Regions from separate parts of the Zea mays genome. Here region 1 is linked to region 2. Evidence: chromatin contacts called from public Hi-C data. All regions are on one chromosome and are shown on one strand. The core of a region is the stretch at or near the end of the contact, and the rest is flanking DNA. Distances in the headings are between cores, read along the strand shown.

The links. Hi-C and Micro-C count contacts between places; a contact is called where the count stands out from the background.
Region 1: a Hi-C map of tassel shows a contact between it and region 2, with 5 times the contacts expected there. The contact joins the promoter of LOC100280829 here to the promoter of LOC100284791 in region 2. A contact is called at or near these places in 5 of 25 Hi-C or Micro-C datasets (ear, endosperm, leaf and 1 more).

What each region holds. Positions count from the first base shown.
Region 1 is chr3:146,340,823-146,345,800 of Zm-B73-REFERENCE-NAM-5.0, reverse strand. It overlaps LOC100280829, which reads left to right and starts at 2,603. Exons shown (of 3, transcript NM_001153749.1): 1 at 2,603-3,144; 2 at 3,656-3,872; 3 at 3,983-4,849. The coding sequence starts at 2,821. The coding sequence ends at 4,476.
Region 2 is chr3:146,161,440-146,166,768 of Zm-B73-REFERENCE-NAM-5.0, reverse strand. LOC100284791 (ABC-type transport system involved in resistance to organic solvents, periplasmic component) reads left to right here and starts at 3,262. Exons shown (of 6, transcript NM_001157686.2): 1 at 3,262-3,501; 2 at 3,578-4,080; 3 at 4,252-4,581. The coding sequence starts at 3,610.

The sequences.
Region 1 (4,978 bases), core at 1,354-3,853, 180 kb before region 2:
TCGTTTCCACGACGCGAACAACAGACACCCTTGTTGCCTTGTTGGTTTCTGCGGTGTTATTTCACAATTCACATGTTTTTTAGTGTCTAGCAAAATGACAAAGATGCTATTCGGCCTATACAACGAGATAGGCCCTACGACTATAGAAGTCCAAATGGACGGGCCGTGCCGACCTGGCCCGAGCACGGCTAGGCCCGACACGGATTAGGATCGTGTCGGCCCAGCCCGGATTATCTAGTGGGTCGTGCCGTACCGGCTCATGGGCCCTGAGCGAGGCCCAAGCATGGCTCGATAGGATAAAATCGTACCGGGTCGGCCCACGGCCCGACGGGCCTAACGGGTCCATAACAATATATGACGTTTAAATGATAAAAATATACTAAAAATATGTATTTTAAGGGTTTAAACCATATTTATTAGCTCTAAACATTTATTTACACCCACATAACCAACAAAAACACATGTTTCTTGTGTTTTATACTCTATATTCAAGTATAATATATGTATTTATATGAAAAAAATAGAAAAAAATAAAATTGGGCCGTGCCGGGTCTAGTCCGTCGTGCCATGCCTTCGGCCCAGGCACGGCTCGGTGACCGGACCTGCACGTGCCCAGTTCACTATGTGCCGTGCCGGGCCAAACTCGTGCAGGGTTTCGGGCCGCCCGACAAACCTAGTCCGTTTGGACATCTATACCTACGACCATGTATTTGTAGATAGATCTTAGAGCAACTTCAATAGTTCTCTATAAAAAAGCTTGCTAAAATCATATTTAGCAAGTTAATAAATAGCTATCGGAAGTACAAAATAACTTAGTATGCAATAGTTGCTCATATTTAGGGAGTAGTTCGATTTTAAATCTAGCTTTGGCAGTCCTACCCCTATCAAATCTGGCTGACGGCAAGGTTGAGAACAGAGGATGTCGAGGGCGGAAGAGAAAATGTCGGTCGACATGACCTATGAGGAGTGGTGGTCCGATGGCGCAACCTATGGGACAGTAGGGTCTGACGGTGAAGGAGAAACTTGTGTCACACTCATTTGATCTATCTACCTCATTGTGCTAGAAAGTGGAAAAAAGAGTGTGCTATACCTGGCTACCTCATTGTGTGGGAAAGAGAAAAAATAATCACGCCACTGTGAAAAAATTGACGTCAACATCATTTAGGGAGTTACTATCGAGTTGCTAAATGTGGAGAGTAAATAGAGTTGGATAGCAACTAACTAAATTTAGTAAATCTATTTAGAGAACCATTGGAGAAGCAATTTTCTGCTTACTTCTTATATTTAAGATTTAGAGAATTGTTTAGAGAACCATCGGAGTTGCTCTTAGATACTTAGAATTGTTTATGGAGTCTTTATCATTTTCAAGTTTATGGACTATAAAATATTTATTTCATTATTTCCAAATGGAACGTAGATGTTCACCCATGAGTTTGTGCTTCTCATCTCTTTAGCGTATCGTCGGCCCTTTTATAAGGATTTCCTAAGGTGAGTGTCATGTCATCCTGATATAGTCTCTAGTAGATTGTATTAGGGAAACATGGTGTATCACTTTACCCTAGTAGACATCTAAATGACATTGTATCATTTTCAACAAGTTCCCTATGCTTATACCCATTTTAGATGCGATATGAGAGTGTAACTATATATGGATGACCATCTTCTTAAACACGTATTTGGATACACGATAATATTTAGGTCTATTCTTTCGTCTGATTGTACTTTACGTGTATTTAGATCCTCATTTTATGTATATCTTTGTTACAGTTAGCCTTAATTAATTAAAGAGACAGTACTATGATTATGTTTGGTTCAACTTTTTTCTGACGAGCTTCTTTGAGAATCTAGCTAGGAGAGAATTCTCGCTGTGGAGATAAACTTAGTATCGTAAGAATTACATGCAGGGGAAGATGAAAGAGTCTATGGAGTTTAGGTATATAGAACGTGACAGATTTCTCATATCGTGATAGTCGATTATGTGTTCACGTTAATTTAGATGATTTTCGCTAAAGTGATTCTCATAAAAACGAGTTATAAAGTTAGACGTTTGAGAGTCTACACACCTTATAGTGGCTAAAATTTAGATTTAAACCGAAACAAAGGGACATCAAAGGTGTCTTGAGCCGCAAGAAAGAAAACGAGTGCACATGGGGATAGCAAGCCCTGGCTAGAACTAGAAGCAGCGAGAAGGAAACGCAAGGCATACAGATATGATTACCGAATGGAAGAGATTTATTTATTTATTTTTAGGAAAACATAAATTTTAATAATAGTAATAACACATGTAAACCAAAAAAATATGGGTGTGATAAAATGTTAGTCCGTAGATAAAAATTAGCTTAGCGCAAACAACTTTAGAATATTAGTATTATAATAAGTAAATAAACAAATAAAAGAAAATCGAACGAAGCACATGCCGATTGGAAACGGAATGGCTTAGGATCTCTGGAATGCAAGAATTTTACAGAAATAGTGTAGAAATTTCACAGAAATTAGTTTAAAAGTAAAAACGTAGGATTTAGAAAAATATCCTTTGTTCTAAAGAGAGCCTTAACTTTTTGTGGGTTGGTGAGTTGGGCAGACCGCGTTGCGTTGGACTTTTCTCACCTTCCAACTAACCTGTTTCAATTTGTATTGGGAGCCTTGCCGTGCCGGAATATTCCCCTCCGGCAGCCTCCCTGGCTTCCTCCCCGCGCCGCCCCGCCAACCAAACCCAACGGTGGCACCACCTCTTCCTTCCTCCTCCTTTCCTTCCGCGACAGGAGACCCCCTCGCCCCCGAATTAATTGCAGCTGAAGGAACCCAAGGCGGCATCCATCGATGATGATGCTCACCAAGGAGTTCGCCCTATCGCCGCCGCCAGGTGTCGTGCCGCGCCGGAGGCCGTCGGCGAGGGTCGCACCCACCGCCGCTCGAGGGGGTTCGCCGGTGCCCGACCTATGGCTGCGGACCGCCGCCCCCGTCCCCGCTTCCGCCGCCGCCGGCTTCGCCAGCAGCCACAGCCACGACGGCGACTGCGACCTGGCCATGCTCGTCACCGACTTCCTCGAGAACGGGGCCACCGCCGGTTCCGGAGACTCCCGCAATAGCAGCGACAGTGAATCCGGTCTCCCTGACCTCGCCCACCTCGCGGACACGATCTCGGTACGCCTCACGCCCCTCTTCCCCTACCTGGCTCGTGCTTTCCTTCCATTTCCATTAGCTAGCTTTGCCATGCAAATATGCAATCATGCTTACGGAGTTTCTGTTGATGATTTGATTTGCTTTGACCCTAAACAACCGAACCAATGCCCCCGTGGCTTTGTATGATGTTTGAGATTGATTGCGCACCCAGTCGACATTACTGCTTTATTTACTAGACTAGATGGATACACTACTCTCGTGTAGATCATCACGCTTCAAATTAATTTCTGTTTCTAGTTTTTCACACCACGTGCTGTCATCATCATCATCATCATACATGACACCAAAATTCACCTGTATCCTTACCATAGTGTCTTTCTCGGTCTGTTCAAAACATTGTTCTCCTGCCATCACCTAATGTTTGTGACTTTCATTGCATCGTGCCCTTCTAATATGTCCTTTCAGCCTTACAATTTGCCTCTACATTTGTATGCCTCAACTTACACTACCTGGCCCCTGCACCCTGATTTAGATGTTGAAGCAGGGTGGAGACGAGAAAGAAAACGAGCTGCTCGCCATGGTCCACTCGCTACTCCTCTCTATCCATGAGCCGCAGCTTCAGCCTTTCAAAACAGGCCAATGTGGAGGCAGCTGCATCCGCCATTTGCTTGTCAAGCTCTTGAGATACTCGGGAAACGACGCAGCAGTTTGCACATCCAAATGGCAGGGGTTTGACAAGATACCTGGAGGTACTTGAGATGACAACTTGGCTTATCTATCTATGCTTCCTACTGAGAGAAGAGAGCACCTGATTAAGTACGGTGTTCTAGGCTAAACTGTTTGTGGTTTCCCCAATCAGGTGACTACGAGTACATTGATGTCATAATGCACGGTGATACTACAGCTCCAGAGCGTCTAATCGTTGATATCGACTTCAGAAGCCACTTTGAAATTGCCAGGGCAGTTGATTCTTATGGCACCCTGTTGAATTCGCTCCCAGTGGTCTTTGTTGGCACCCTTCCGCGACTGAAGCAGTTCCTGCATGTGATGGTAGATGCTGCAAAATGGTCCCTGAAGCAAAACTCAATGCCCCTTCCTCCCTGGAGATCCTTGCCTTACCTCCAAGCGAAATGGCAGTCCAAGTATGAGAGGAAAGATTCCATTACCGAGGGAGGCTTCCAGAGCACATCTTCTGATCACGCGCTGTGCATTGGGCACCTGAAGAGGCTGAAAACGTCCCTGCAGTTAGAGCTTGAGACCGCAGGATTACTGATGATGCCAATCAAGGCCAACAAGAAGAGGATGCCAAAGTCATCTGAGAGGCGGAGGCGGCGTTCCCTTCTCAGCTGTTGATTTATGTTCCTTGGACACATAAGAATACTATAAAGGAGAAGGAACAACAGCTTGCTGCTGGCTATTTTTGTTTCCTCAGAAAATGGAGAAATGAGAGGCTTTTTTCATCCGTCCAATACATAATGGTGGAGACTCTTCTTACAGGTTTGGAGTTTACAGATTAGGTAAAACAGAAGGTGGATACTAACAGGCCATGTTAGTGCCAGTTTTTTTTTTTCCTTTTCCCTTTTTGAAGGCACATAAGAAAAGGACGAAGAAAATAGTTTTTTTTGTTTGTTTTAGTTTTTGCTTCTTTCCGGCAGAGATGGATATGCTAGTGGTGAATCTGCTGCACTGCATATGCCACGTACAAGTGAGAGTTAGTATTACAAAATCAAACTTTCCCCGCTATATATTGATTTTTTTGGTGACCCATTTTGGTACTCCAGAAACTGATAGACACGATTGATTGCCGCATTGTAACCGTAGAATGCACAAGTTGGGTGATACGCTTATTGAAGTT
Region 2 (5,329 bases), core at 2,013-4,512:
AGCAAAATGATCCTTCAGTTGAAAATGCAGTGAACAAGCTTCGGTGGTGGTCAAATTTTTTGGCAGCACAACAGTGCAATAGCAGTAAATGTTGTGGTAACTTCACAACTACCCGTCTGTTTATATAGTGCTGCAGGTGGGAAGGTGAATCGTCAAGTCACTCGCACCCGCTGAACAGTCACCTGCACCCGCTGAACGGTGGACCACTCGGCGCCTGGAAGGTGAATCGCCAGATCGCTCGTATACACTGAACAGTGGACCACCCGACACTGGGAGTATTTTAATCGTTTCTCGGCAACGAGCTCAGGGAAGGTGTTTTCGGACCTTCGGCATTCCGAAGCCTGAGAGAGTTTTTCACGGATCAAGCTCGTCACGAAAAACGATCTAGTACCGTGAAGGGGCTACTGTTGGGGGTCTGCTTCATCGTCGAAGGTCCCATAAGAAGAAACACCTTCGGAAGATTGACACAAAGCCGAAGCTATCAATCAGAAGGCTTCGTAGTACATTTCCAAAGGCACCGACTTAAAGATGAAATGACCAATCGACCCATGATAATTTGTATTATGATTGTAAACCTTTGTAAAGGGCACGAATGTAATTCCGAACAGGCTGCGTCTTGTGCCTATAAATAGATAAACAGTACCCCTGTACTGTTCACGCTATCCTGTAATCGCTCGCGCGCAACACTTGTATTTTTGCCTTCTGTCAAGCCGAATGTTTAAATATGATTAAACATCGTGTTTAAATATTCAAGTTTGTATAATGAAACATATGAATGACATAATGTGTTTGTTCGTGCTATCTTTCATGTTTCATATGTTTCACCTTTTATTATCTTATAACCATGATGATGAAGGTACATCCTTCGTGACCTTCGTCCGAAGATCGTTATATCCTAAGGGAAATAATGTTTCGATGGACGAAGGACTTTAACATTTAATACTTTGTGTTGTCTTGTTCTTGATTCATAGCATTTGAGAACAAGTCTGCAACACACATCTTTACCCATATATCGTGTTACCCATTTGTCAAGGGATCACAACTTTCCATTCATCTCTGCTGAGGAGACGAGGCAGGGTAGCACTACGAGGTCTTTACAAAGTTCCACTAGCTTTAGAAAACCCGCTACGCTTCCTGTAGAGAGCGATACAGGAATCCCCATCTGAAAAGCCATCGCAACATGATCAACCCAAGAACCTCTCTATACCGACAACTCCCCTATTGCCCTTGCCCCTTTTGGGTAAGGTAGTCATCCACTAGCTTTCCTAATTAGTCAGCCAGGGGCGTCCCATACCACCATTGTGGTAGCACTGTTTTCCCGGGTGGTCGCTCCATGTTCCAATCAACATAATGATCTTATCATGAATAGTAAATACCTCATTGACATTAAATAGCATGATCATGAATATTGTGAATCTTAACACCCAAACCACATAAAGCAATAGCCGATACTACCCAAAAGTTCAGTGGTAAGCAAGGTGTAAGGTAAACCAAACTAGGATAATCTATTGGGTCCCATAAAATTAGCCTAAGCATGCCACAGTTATTAACATGAATATTAATGGGTAAAGAAGAGTGATCAAAGGCACAGCTTGCCTTCAGCGAGCTCCTGCTTAGAGTTTTCCACCGACTGTGCTCCGGGTTCCTCGGTCACTTACTTGTCTACTCGCAACAATACAAACAAACAATATACACAGGAGAAATTAACATCACACCAAACATGAGAACACACTGCACAATAATATTCTTCGCGTCTTTACGAGATCATAGATTCGAGAACCACTAGAATCAGAGTTACGGTTAAGAAGCTACGATTTTCCGAAGTTTTAGGTGATTGACTACGAAAAATATGTTTCTAGGTTGATCTTATAAATCATGAGAGAAAAAGTACTCCAAGGATTTTCCGACGGGATGGCTACAGGACCGACATCAAGTCTGCTTTATGCCATACAGAACGGATTACCATGCACTTTTCACCTTACTTACCACTGTGTCAACAACTACGACTCAGACAACGTCTCCATTAGACAGGCTCGGGTCGCGTTCGAGCCCAGACTCTGGCCTCGGCTCTCTGCTCAGTCAAAGATGCAAATACATGGACCAGACATCCTCCTGGCTCAAGTCAGCAGCAAGTACAAAAGCCATACCAAAGACCATACCATCTATAGAGGCTCAGACACGTCTCCTCTCCAATACGCGACAAACCATGGCACCCCCGGAGCCCCCCTTGATGTTATAAATAGAGGAGCCCAATGCTTCATTCAAGGAGGAGAACACTTCACCGGTTTTCAACCCAACAGCGTTATTGGCACTTGCCTTAATCACCAGGGACTTGAGAACTTCTCCCTCTCCTGATGAGCTTGTATCTCCTACTACAAGCACTTAGGTGCAAGCAATATAAGTCTCATCCCTCCTCTGCTGGGAGTAGGACATTCTCTTTCCTGAACCAGGATAAAGACTTGTGTCTACTTGTATCCCGTACTACAAATATGTCATTTTCCCTGATTTTGTTGCATGGATTAAGTTTGGGTGGAGCACTGAAGCCATTAAAAGATGGTATATATGTACAGAGGTGAATTTAGGGGGGTTTATCGGAGTCAGCCGACCCTGATACAATTTATAAATTCATTAACAAAACATTTTTAAAGTTCATAATAATTTATATAATATAGCAAAACTGTTTTTGATGACTTTGATAATATTTTATGCTAGATTCGGCGCTGGATGTGCATCATATTTTTTTTGGTTACATGGTTTAGATGGCATAAGGTAAGACCAGGAGAAAATGTGAGGATTTGAGGCTGCCGGCGCCACGGGCGTATCAAAAGATACAATTTTTAAGAACAAAGGCTTGATCATTAAAAGAAATTTTTTATCTAATTATTTTTATAGCACAAACTTTTTAAATGATAAATGAAGGGTTTTTTAAGGTGGTGCCCTCGATTTTGGTGGTGTGCTCAGTTTTACCCTTAGTGGTGTTTTTTGCTCAGTTTTACCCTTCCAGTGCTATAGAACAGAAGGGCAAAACTGAGCAAAAAACACCACTGAGGGTAAAACTGAGCACACCACCAAAATCGAGGGCACCACCTTAAAAAACCATTGTTAGTTGAAGAAGATATAGTTTAAATTTAAAATACTTGCATGCCTTATGTTTCGTAGCGGAGGAAGTATCACTTTATAATTTGTGTAGAAAAAATGGAGAAGGAAATCGAAGATGCGGCGATGATGTACTAGAAAGGAAAACGAAGGCACAGAGCGCATATACGCATGGCTACACAAGAGATGGGTGGGTCTTGTGTCCAGTCGGGGTGGGAGTTGGGCTCGTGCAGTGCAGTGCAGTGCACTGCAGGTGCAGTCTTGCTCGCCTGTCTTCCTCGGCACCGGGACAGCGGACCTCCACCGCAACTGGGCCATCTGTTCTCCTTCCTCCTCTTCCTCCGCCACCGCGCTTCTGAGGAGGCTAGGGCGATGCAACCGCTTCCGCTTTGTTATTAGCAAAGGGTAATAACAGGGCCCGTTATCATCATGCAAATCCAAATCCAATTCCCTCCCAACATCTCTTGCGTTGATTTTGCAGGAACCGTCCGAGAACGGGCAGCCAATTCTCCGATGCCGTCCGCTATGGCCAAATCCCTCCTCCTCCCTCACCCTTTCTTCTCCGTCTCACCCCGCCCACACCCTCATCCGCGCGCCGGATTCCCTGTTCTCAAGCCCCGCCGCGCCGCGCTGCTCGCGGCCACGCCCGCGCCGGACGCCAACACCAGCTCCAACAACAACCCCCTCGCCGCGCTCTGGCGCCGCACCCTGCAGCCCCTCGGCGACTACGGCTTCGGCAAGCGCAGCGTCTGGGAGGGCGGCGTCGGCCTCTTCATGGTCTCCGGGGCCGCCCTCCTCGCCCTCGCCCTCGCATGGCTCAGGGGATTCCAGCTCCGCTCCCGCTTTCGCAAGTACAACACCGTCTTCGAGTTCACGCAGGCGTGCGGCATCTGCGTCGGCACGCCCGTCCGGATACGAGGGGTCACCGTCGGATCCGTCGTCCGCGTCGACTCCTCCCTTAGGAGCATCGATGCAACTGTCGAGGTCACCCTTACTTTTCTCTCATAGTTCGTTCATTCATTCATTAACCACAAGTCAAGTATCCCACCTACATCCCTTTTCTGTTTCTAAAGTTTTTCGGTCTATGAACTCCTCTATTATCGAGCTGAATTTGTCCTCTCTCTCTCTCTCTCTTTATGTTTTCTTTTGCTGCAGGTTGAAGATGATAAAATCATCATACCACGAAATTCAATGGTCGAGGTGAATCAGTCCGGTCTTCTAATGGAGACACTCATTGATATCACACCAAAGGATCCACTGCCTGCACCTTCAGTAGGACCACTTGACCCAGACTGCACCAAAGAAGGCTTGATTCTCTGTGACAAAGAGAGGATGAAAGGACAGCAAGGTGTAAGCTTAGATGCATTGGTGGGAATATTTACCCGTCTGGGTAGAGACATGGAGGAGATTGGTGTTAGCAAAAGCTATAAGTTAGCTGAAAAAGTTGCATCTATAATGGAAGAAGCACAACCTCTTCTTACACGGGTACATCCATTTTTCCAAAATTTTCTCCAACTCTATGGAAACTTATAATTTATTTACCTTGCTGGAATGCCTGTGGAACCAGTTTCTTTCAATCAGTACGGCTGCAAGTAAGTAAGCAGGGTTGTTGGGTTCAAATGCCTTTTATTCCCAAGCGCCCACCCCTCATTCTGCATAGCCGCACAGCTTTTCCCGACCTTAGTAACCGGGAACTGGGAACGTGGCCACGTTCCTCGTTCCGGGAATGTGGGAACAATCTCATTCCCGTAGTGTTAAAACCTAGTTTTAGTAGCGTACCATGTACCACGTTCCCGTTCTTCGATCCCATCGATCCGAGAACCTGGTTACTAAGTTCCCAACACGTCACCATGTGCCGATGTTCAAATTATTTTCTAATTAAATTATTTATCAAAATAGATTTCCACTTCAACTTATTTGCCTTGGCACATTACTAGATATTCCAAATACCAGCATGCTAGCTCTGCAATCAGCTATGACTCATACCTAAGTGAGACTTGAGGTCTACTGCTAAAAATGTTGCAGAACAAGTTCACTATGCAGCTTGCCTTCCCCTGCTGGCATGTTTACTTGCCTCTGGAGCTCTACTTATGAGTAATGGTCAGAGGGAGGGAACCTCTGCTTAGTTGGAGTGTGGTGTTAGGTTATTCTCTTCTTTTGTGGGCAAGGGGGGGGGGAGCAAGATGTTTGGTTGTTCTTCCTTTTATGTTGCACGCATTTAGAAATTAAAACA